Regions from separate parts of the Sus scrofa genome. Here regions 1 and 2 are each linked to region 3. The links are chromatin contacts, called in public Hi-C and HiChIP or PLAC-seq maps. All regions are on one chromosome and are shown on one strand. Each heading gives the region's core, a stretch centred on a gene start, on an enhancer-like site or on the middle of the called end of the contact. The rest is flanking DNA. Distances are from core to core; before and after follow the strand shown.

The links. A called contact is a pair of places that touch in the nucleus more often than the background predicts. HiChIP or PLAC-seq counts read pairs in DNA pulled down with a chosen protein or histone mark.
Region 1: a Hi-C map of embryonic fibroblasts shows a contact between it and region 3, with 2.1 times the contacts expected there. The contact joins two enhancer-like sites. A contact is called at or near these places in 1 of 47 Hi-C or Micro-C datasets (embryonic fibroblasts) and 1 of 2 datasets of contacts at active chromatin or transcription factors (alveolar macrophages).
Region 2: an H3K27ac HiChIP or PLAC-seq map of skeletal muscle shows a contact between it and region 3, with 4 times the contacts expected there. The contact joins two enhancer-like sites. A contact is called at or near these places in 2 of 2 datasets of contacts at active chromatin or transcription factors (alveolar macrophages and skeletal muscle).

Annotation. Positions count from the first base shown.
Region 1 is chr7:111,179,172-111,182,653 of Sscrofa11.1, reverse strand. The region is part of intron 3 of FOXN3 (forkhead box N3); the gene reads left to right. Among named protein-coding and RNA genes, the nearest start is that of FOXN3, 160 kb to the left of the region's middle. Within about 2 kb of position 1,778, at least 20 of the 83 cell types and tissues checked have an H3K27ac peak or open chromatin away from gene starts, as enhancers often do. A contact at or near this core is called in embryonic fibroblasts, where this site is marked.
Region 2 is chr7:111,148,116-111,151,442 of Sscrofa11.1, reverse strand. The region is part of intron 4 of FOXN3 (forkhead box N3); the gene reads left to right. Among named protein-coding and RNA genes, the nearest start is that of FOXN3, 190 kb to the left of the region's middle. Within about 2 kb of position 1,387, at least 6 of the 83 cell types and tissues checked have an H3K27ac peak or open chromatin away from gene starts, as enhancers often do. A contact at or near this core is called in skeletal muscle, where this site is marked.
Region 3 is chr7:110,982,005-110,985,170 of Sscrofa11.1, reverse strand. No RefSeq gene overlaps it. Among named protein-coding and RNA genes, the nearest start is that of TTC8, 250 kb to the right of the region's middle. Within about 2 kb of position 1,695, at least 48 of the 83 cell types and tissues checked have an H3K27ac peak or open chromatin away from gene starts, as enhancers often do. A contact at or near this core is called in embryonic fibroblasts and skeletal muscle, where this site is marked.

The sequences.
Region 1 (3,482 bases), core at 529-3,028, 200 kb before region 3:
TTATTTACACACAAAATGCAATTGATTCCGTATTCCTCTCCGACCTAAAAACGGTCCTCACGGTTCTTTTTAATAATAAAATTATTTGCGTGGAGAAAATGGTGTCGCTTTTCAGAGGCTATCTGATGGGAGTACTCAGACCGTTCCGCTAATGACAAGATAGAGGAGCGGCGATCTAAGACCAGCGGTTTGAGGCGAATTTCTGTGTGTGTGTTGGGGGAGGGAGGGTTGTCTCGCTGAAATCAGAAAAAGTCCAAGTAATGATGATTCAATTTAGTACTGATCAAATTAGCATTCCACAGGGACTGTTTTCTGGAAATTTTGGTTGTGCCTTCACAAAGCAGCCCCAGACTCAAAGCCATTTGGTGGGAAATGGCTCATTGGCTTTGATTTGGTCATGTTTAAAGTTAATGCAGAATCGGTTTCTTTTTCAAGAAGTCAAAGGTCCTGGGTCTTTATTCCACTTCTGAGCTCTGAAGACTTTTCTTCGTTGTAAAGGGCCAAATACTAAATACTTAGCATGAAACGGACATACACATAAATAGGGTGTGTTGTAGCCCAATAAGATTTTATTTGTAGACCCTGAAATTTGAATTTCATATAATTTTCCCGTTTCAAGAAAATAGGATTCTTCAGCCACTCGGAAATGCAGAAGCCATGCTTTGCTCTGTGGCGGTATGGTTTGGCCCATTGTTTGCAACCCCCCCCTGCGGTTCTTGTACTGCTTTTGGGGTTTGTGTCTGGTCTTTTGGGGGGAGAATATTCCTTCATCTGGAGTCTTTCTACGTTGGCATGTGAAAGGGAGCCAAAATCCTATGGTGTGTGTGTGTTTGGAGCTCTCCTGCTCCTCTTGTCTCCACTCTGGGGGATGCAGCCAGGTCTCTCTCGCGCGCTCTCTCTCTCTCTCTCTCTTTTTTTTTTTTTTTTTTTTTTTTTCGGACTTTTTGTCTTTTTAGGGCTGCACTCACAGCATATGAAAGTTCCCAGGCTAGGGGTCTAATCAGAGTTATAGCTGCCAGCCTACGCCACAGGCACAGCAATGCAGGATCCAAGCTGCATCTGCCACCCAGCAATGCCCGATCCTTAACTCACTGAGCGAGGCCGGGGATCGAACCCGCGTCCTCATGGTTCCTAGTCAGATTTGTTTCTGCGGCGCCACAATGGGACCTCCCAGCCAGGTCTCTTGACTTTAGAACTTTGATTGTTCAGAACTTTGCCACCAGCAACATAGCCTGTATGGCAGGGTGGCCAGCCCTGGTGGACTCTGAAAAAACTCTGGATTTGTTCACCACCCAGAGAACTCTGAGTGCCTCTTGAAAGAGAAGGAAGTAAGAATGCAGGTAGAAATGAAGGCAGAAAGCTGCTGAGCTTTCCGTGCAGATGTCTCTGGGAGAGTTGCGAGAATTGTGATAGTAGCCTCCTTATATCTGTGCAGGTCTGTGTGTATGACAAGGCTAGGGTGTCTCCAGCGCTCCTTTTCATCCTTATTCTTAGAGGAGTAGGCAAAAGACATGCTCCCGCAAAATATAAGCGCATGGTTTTGTTTAGTACAATATTTGGGGAAACTGGGAAAGATGCAAAAATGCCCGGTTTTCCTAAAATGATCTGCATAGCATGGAACACCGAAACAAAGACAGATATGTACTCTCTTTAGTTAAATTTGTTCAGTAGGACTCATTCTTGCTAGGATACCCTCCCCAAAGCCTTAATAAATATAAAGCTTTTAAATATTTGTCCCATTTTGTAATTAGTCTAGATTTAGCCCTGGTTCTTCCTGATTTGGGAGGAAGCATGCTTGACTGTTGCCAGGCAACGGCTAATCGGGGTATTAGCTGCCAGCAAGCTGTTGGCAGTGACTGTAAATTCTTTTGTCTTGTTAACCGAAAAATGAGTGTTCAGGAAACAACAGTATATAAAGTCTGTTCTGTTGTTCAAATACATACAACTTAGGTGATAAATTCCTGCACTAATAGAACCTCAGTGTGCCCCGCTCAAATTGATAGCGTGCGATGGAAGAGAGGTGTTGTTTTCTCCAAGTTGCCCTCTAAGAATCTGAGTTCTTGTTAAATTCTGGGTTGTGACATACATGTGGGTTTCCAGCATGAACGTCCCAAAGGGAGGACTCTGGTGCGTGGGCAAGGGAACCCCACTGTGTCATCCCTGACCTGAGGGCCCCATCTCCTCGCAGGCTGGCACTGAGCACCCAGCTGCTCTGAGAAGTCCTCTGGTGGCCAGGGCCCTCGTCCCCTCCAGCTCAGCTCAGCCAGGCTCTGTGCAAGTTTTCTAGGACAAAACCTCACTTCCTAAGGATGTGGGTCATCCTTTGGATATTAAGAATTAAGGAATATTAATTAATATTAAGGAAGAAAAAACACTATTTGATCGGTGCTTTTTTTCATTTTTTAAAGTTTTATCGACGTACAGTTGTGGTCATTTCTGCTGCACAACAGAGGGATTCAGTTATACACATACACACATCCATTCTCTTGGTGGATGCCTTTTTTTTTTTTTTTTTTTTTTTAAATGAATTGCTTATATTCCAGACTTGACCCCAGACACTCTCTTCCAGTCACAGATTTCTAAAGGACACTGCTGATTATTAGGGGTCACACACTCCACCTGGCACTTCAGCCTATGTTTTCTCCCTTTCACCTTCATACCCTGGGCGGAAAATAGGGAAACACAGCAGACCTCCTTGGGCCAGAAGAGGAGGAGCTGGGATGAAAGTCTGAGTTTCCTCTGGTTTCCAAGCCCATACGCTGCTCTCCCTTCAGTTTGGGTCTGGTTTCTGAAAACGACCAGAGAGGTCTGGTTGCCCAGTGAACCAATATAAGGCACCCAAGCACTGGCCAAAGTATCGAATGTGTTTCATTCTTTCATTCTTTGTGTCCTTGATTTCTTTTTTTCTTTTTCTTTTTCTTTTTCTTTTTTTTTTTTTTTTTTTGGTCATACTAGGACCACACCCACAGCATACGGAGGTTCCCAGGCAAGGGGTCGAATTAGAGCTGTAGCCACAGCAACGCCAGATCTGAGCCGCATCTGGGACCTGCAGCACAGCACAGAGTAACGCTGGATCCTTAACCCACTGAGCGAGGCTAGGGATTGAACCTGCATTCTCGTGGATGCTAGTCAAACTTTCTTCCGCTGAGCCACCATGGGAACTCCCAGTGTCCTTGATTTCTAAAAACAGCTCTTCGTTGGTCTCAACAACAGTAAGAAAGTACCCCTGGGTTATAAGTCCTCTTCTCTGTTGTACCATTTTCTCTGCCACCTCCCTGACCCCCACCCCAAGCAGAGTCGGGAATCTCCCATGGCAGGAAAAAGCATCTTGCTCCCATCATCACCACAGTTGTGCTCCATTCTGTTTCCCTCATAAAGCTGGGCCTTTTGGATTTTCCCTGCCAACCTCCCTGTTGCTCCAGTTCAGCAGAAAGAAATGTCGTCACCAGATGCTGCAACCCCATTTCTGTCCCTTTTTAGTG
Region 2 (3,327 bases), core at 138-2,637, 170 kb before region 3:
CAAAGAAGCGAAACGAGGGGCCGGTCTACCCCTACCCTTCCAATGGTGGGATTAGACGAGCTCATAAATTTTCCTTTTTACCTAACCCAGCTTGATTTGGGGTTTTTTGTTTGTTTGTTTTCGTTTTTTGTTTGTTTGTTTTTTTGGTTTTTTTTTTGGTGTGTGTACATCCAGGAGTCCTGACGAATAAGGATGTTTAGGTGAATAGCATCCGTTCACCTGAATATATATATCACTGATAATTGCTGTGTCAGTGAAATTCTCACCTCTCCATTGTCCCAGGAGGCCCACTTAGTGGTTTGATTGACCTTTGAGAGGACAGAAGATGAGCATGGAGAGCTTTCCAGAGATGGTGACTTAAGCAAAATAGGCTTGTGGTAATAATAATACCGACGCTCTCTGTCCCCCAGCTCAGCTTTGCCTTTGGTGGCAATAGGCTCAGAGAGGCTCACATTGAGTTTGCAAGGTGGCTACCAGCAGCCTCTTGGGCTACATGCGTTGAATGTAGCATTTCCCCAGTGTTCCCAGAAGAGGTTATGAGCAGCCCCGTAATTAGACCAGCCTGGATCCCATGACGTCTTGGTCCCATCCCTGGAACCAGAAGACTGGGAGGGATGGATTGCTTTATGTGGGGGGGGGTTGTGGAAACATCACTTGGAAGCACAGGGACAGATTGGAAGATAGAAGGTTCCTTAGATGGTAGTCAGGGGCAGTTCCCAGAGGGGGAGAGGAACTGCCCGTTACAACAGCACAGCCATCTTTAAAAAAACAAAGCAATGGACATGGAATCGGGAGGTTGCCTATGCAGGTAAACACAGCCAGCAAGGGGGAGGGGGGGGGAGTCTAAGGCCATGTGCACATCTCCCCTTTTGAGACTCTTGCAGCTTTTTCCCAGGAGAATGGCCATCGTCCACGGGTGTGCCGGACTGCCGGCGTCCCAAGGCCTATGGTGATGTCCGTCAAGTTCAGTGATTTCCCAGAGGCCCCAGAATCTTAGCTCATGATGACCTTAACCTTCCCTGGCAACATAGGGGTAGGTGAAACGGATTACTTTAACGAGACTTGCCTTGGCTGCTGAGAAAGGAGAGACCAAAGGTGGGTACCACTGACCGGGAGTCAGGATTAACCTTAAGCAACCAAAGTCAAGATCTTGGAGAACCTCTCTCAGCAGCTGCGCTGATCCCCCGGGTCCTCGATTGAGCATGCCTGGTGCTCGGACACTTCGTGTGCTGGTCAGCTAGGGCGGCCTTAACAAGATATCACAGCAGGGGGGGTGTGGGGGCGGTGGTGACAGCAGAGGGCCGTTTTCTCACAGTTCTGGAGGCTGGGAGCCAGCGGGTTTGATCTCTCCTGGGCCTCTACGTGTCCTGCCGGCAGCTGCTCTCTCACCGTGTCCTCACATGGCCCCTTCTGTGTACGGGTGCCTCCTCTGGGTTCTTCTTACAAGGACACAGTCCTGTCAGATTCAGGCCCTGTTGAGGTCCCGTTGCAGGAAAGCCCCATTCCTCCTTCCCTGTTGCATCTTAATGATCTGCCTGTGCGAAGGCTCCGTGTCCAAGTTGGTCACACTAGGGGTTAGTGGTTCAACCTATGAATCTGGGGAGGGGGAACAGTTCAGCCCAGACCAGTGAATTGCATGCAGACATTCCACTTGATTTCCTGCAATGTGCCCGGTACCCCTCATGGTCCAGGACAGAGCTGGACCTCGGTCTCCAGGGGTTTGCAGTGTAGCCGGAAGACAGAGTCCCCTTGGTGGTTTGTGCTCTCACAGAGGAGCCCAGATCCTGGGGAGAGCAAGTCCGGAGTCAGGGGAGACTTCTCTCAGTGTTGCTGTGCAGTGCAAGGCGCTGCCCCTATAGCTCCTGAATCTGTCCTTGTGGACTCATGACACGGCTGATGGTGCCCTCTCGTCATCACAGTGTCACTCCGGGCCTCAGTACAGAAGCTGGGTAATATTATAGCCGTGGCCAAAACGCTCGCTGAGCCCAGCTCACCAAGGAACGAAGCCCACGCCAAGGGCACAGACAGCATGTCGGAGGTGGTGTACATGTATTTGAAAGCAGTGGTGAAACCAGATGAGCCCCGAGGGAGAGGGGGACGTCACCATGTCCCTTTCAGGTCACTTCCCTCATTCCTTGCAGGAAAGCAGATGGGAAAGTGAATGCAAAGTGTCCCGGGCAGAGTTGTGGGGAGATGCTGTGATGCCGAGGAGAGCAGAGTGGCAGGATAGAGGGGGCTTGGGCTGCATGCCCTTTCCATCTTGTATTGAAAGCAGGCATCTAAGGAGGGGTCAAGAACTAAGAGATAGTCATAAACACCGGACGGGACCTGGGGTATTGTGTGATCCCGTGACTTGATTCACAGCGGTCATAGCAGGGCCAGAGCGGGAAGAAGATGCAAGCAGCTCTGCTGAGCCAGTGAGAAGAGAGCAGGTGGGGGTGAGGGAGGTGGGGTGGGGGCGGCAGGGCAGGTGCAGGGGGTGTTAGAGGCTCACCTGCCATTAGGCTGAGGTGCTTTGCATTTCTCGCATCACCCCGTCTACCTGGGAGAAGTCCTGATAATCACGTCTCCAGTCGGTATAACTTGAAGAGTGACTGGGTACCGGAAATCCAGTTCAGAACCAGAGACGGAGCCTCTTCCAGTTCCCTCGCTGGTTCCCAACTTAATTTTGAAAATGAAGACACCTCTAACGAGTCTCAGCGTTGTCCACTGTCCACAGTCTAGTGAGGGCAAGATAAGATGCTGAGTGAGAAAAGGGATTCTGTGTCAAAAACTGCCATACCGGGGGGGGGGGGGGGTGTGTGTGTGTGTGTGTGTGTGTGTGTGTGTGTGTGTGTGTGTGTGTGTGTGTGTGTGTGTGTTGGGTAAGAAGAAGGGGGTGGCTTGGGGTGGGATGGTTCCTTTCTATATATAAGGACATCTAATTATAAAGGCCATTTGTTGGACATGTGAATCAGGGAATTGGGAGGAAAAAGGGGAATGCCTAAAATAGCTCTTGTGCTACATGACTGAGCGTGGCCTTGGAGGGACCTAGCTTTGGATGCTGACGCTGGCAGCCCCTCGTAATCAATCTCCCTCTCTCCCTTTCTCGCATTCTCGCTCTCTCTTTCCTGCTTTCTCTCTCTCTCTCTCTCTCACACACCCCTTCATGTGCTAAATTACATATATTCCTCTTGGCTTGCTCAAATACCCAGTCTTGAGCTTCTGTTTCTCCCTCGAGACGTAAGTGGAATCACACACATGCTAGCGTTTTGTGGTCCTGATGGGATGTCACCTGGGTAGTGCTGCCCCCACCAGAGCTCACAGGGAGGCAGGCAGAGAGAAATC
Region 3 (3,166 bases), core at 446-2,945:
ACAATATTAGGTAATATTTAGCCTGAGGACCAAATTACCACTGACCTTGATATAAACAGCCTAGAGGTATACAACAGGAGCACCAAGTTGTCCATCAAAACCCCCCTCCCCATAGTCTGGGCTGTTACTGGGACGTGGCCACCCTGCCAGGACTCATTTCTCAGCTCCCAGCTCATTTCCCAGCTCCCCAGCTGTGTTCATTTGGCCCTGTTCTTGCCAGTAGGATTGAGCCCCAGTGAGGGCATCACTTCTGGGCCGGGACTGTTAAGAAACAGGTTGCCTTCCCCCTACTGGCTCGATCCCCTCCCCCTGCTGATGAGGCTGACCACAATGGGACCCTCGGAAGAAAGCTGTCACCAACCAGAAACACCTGCCTTGGGACACTCGCTCAGTGTTATGTGAACACAAAATAAACTATAATGTCAAGGTGCTGAAAATCTGGAGACATATTTGTTACAACAGCTGTGTTATGCTGATTAATAGAACATATATTTTTAAAATGAATTCAGCATTTCCTGATTCACACATGCACACAGCCTACCTTTCCCTGGGTGGAATATTTGCTTTGTGTGAATTGACCTTTGGGCTCAATTTTCACACCCCCGCCCAACCCTCTCCCTCACCGCCCCCCTACCCTGCTCCTTCCACCTGGCAAGGCCTTTGTTGTGTGGGTCCTGCATGTCACAACTGGTTGGTGAGTTTGGTGGAACTGCTTGATTTTATACACTATTAATTTTGCTTGCCTCTCCACTTTCATGGATCCTTATGGGTACTGCTGGCATTTTCAGGATGAGGAATGTCTTACATAGACCAGAGGTGTTCTGCTGGAGCCTGAGACACATTGCCTTGAAAGAATACCATGTTTACTCACATAAATCTAAAAAGCGACATTTGTGAGGGTGGGCGCAAGACAGAGGAGCCTGATTTGGGAGCCAGTGGGGAGCCACTGTAGGTGGGCTGGTAGGGGAAGGATATGACTGAAGAGGTGTTTTAGGAGGATGCATCTGATTGTATCACAGAGAAGACATGAGAAAGAAAATAGCACAGAGGCACAGGGAGGAACCGTGTGATAACCCAGCTGTGAAATCATACTTGGGATGGCGCCAGTAGGAATGGAGACAAACAGGTGACTAGGGGAGGCCGAAGAAATGAGCACGCAACACTCAGCCACTGTTCCCAGCTCATCAGCTGCTCTAACCACATCCCAGAGGTGCCATATGCCAGTTCACTCCTATGGCTCCACCAATACCATCTAACCTGCAAAAATAACAACACAGACGTCAAAGTTATGGCACTGTCTTTTTAAAAGACTGGTCATAAGGAAAAAAGGAGTAATTGCTTCAGTAATCAGAAATGAGACAAATGAACTACCTTCCCAGATCATTTTTAGCAGCTGAGTACTCTCTGGAGGGGAAAGAACTGCACGTCTGAGTTGGAAGGGAAAATGAAGTAAACACATTTTTTTGTACTGGAAGAGGAAAATTCGCTAAAGTCTAGGGGACTAGCCTACGAGGACAGAGAAGATGTTTTCTGGAAGCACTGAAGAGTCTCGTCTGCGTATGCTTTGCTGGAGTAACAATCGGCCCGAATCCCAGCCCAGTCCCCCTCGGTGACCTCGGCTCTTCCCCGCCCCGCCCGGGTGATTCCGGGTGATCCCGGGTCTACCCGGCTGCAGACGGAGGGCTGCTTTCTGTTCCTCAGATGCGCATGCGCACCCCTCCCTTTGCCGCCCTACCCAGCTCTCGGCCAGGTCTGGAGCGCTCTTCCCACTGGCTTTCTTTTGCCATTTACGCTTCACCTTAAAAAGCCACTTGGAGAGGACCTCCCCACCACCCAATCAAAGCAGCCACGTTCCCCCCACCACCACCCCATTATCCCCTCTCCTGTCTCCTTATTGTACTTCTCAGAGCACTGATTTCTCTCTGCTGTCCCTTCTTTTATCTACTCGTTTGCTTATTGCCAGTTTTTCCTGCTAGAATGTAAGCCCCCTGAGAGAGTACCTAGCCAGTCCGATTCCCCACAGTAGCTACAGCATCTGCAACAGTCCTACTCAATGCGGATGCTATTAAATTTGTGCATCACTGACTGACCAAGTCTAGGACCAATGAGGAAAACACTGGATGAATTAGCCACCTCCCCACACCCCCAAATAAGTTCTCTCTCCTCAGAGGAGCTTATTCAATGAAAGATTTTTCTCCCTGTGGTTACATTTGATTAAGAAATATGTTTTCACAATTATGCCTGAATTTTTCCAGTCTGGATTTCATATCAGACGGCTAGACTCTAGGAAAATGGAAGGTTCTTAATCAAGGGGAAAAAAAAATCCAAACGTTTAAAATCATCTCTTGGGGAAGGATAACCTGAAATGCAAGTCATGAGTTTTATGCATGGTCTTCTCTGCTCCTATTAGTTTTTCTCTCTTTTTAAAGTTACTCTATCTTCTTGATAGCAGCTACCCCACAGTTATACATGCATTCAAAATTCAGAAAACACTGAATCAATGAGGAGGAGACAGAGTTTGCAATCTGTGGGTCTGAGAAGTCCAAAACATCCTGTTTGTCACCACCTCTGGGAAGCCTTTTCTGATTCTTCCAGGCAGAATTGCATTTTTTCTTTCCTTGCTCTCATTTCACTATTCATTTCACTCTCTAATCACCCTGGTGTCCAGCACCAATGAGACACTTAATAGGCACTTGATTAAATTATTGCATAAATGAATACAATTTAAATTATATAAGGAAAAAAAAAAAGCTGCCAGAATTGGGGCAGGTTTTAGAAATCACCTAGGCAATGTTTCTCAAAAATACAGTCATTTGCATCTTCATCATAAGTTTTGGCATACTATTAATTCTTACAGGTTTCTTTAGCCAACCTTTCTACTACTTAAGTATGTTTATATTTTATAAAAATTAGCATCATAATCATAAATGGCAAACTGGCATGACTTGGCATCAGTAAAAAGCAATCCCCTTACCTTCAAAAACCCATGAATGAGAAATATTTTCCTTAAAATCTAGCTGGAGGTTATTTGCTGAACTGTGTTCCCCTCTCCAAGTTCCTGCATTGAGGCATTAACACTCCCTCCTCCCATCCCACACCCACAGTACTTCCGAATGTGACTCTATTGCGACAGAGGACCTTAGAGGTAATTAAGTTAAATTCAGCC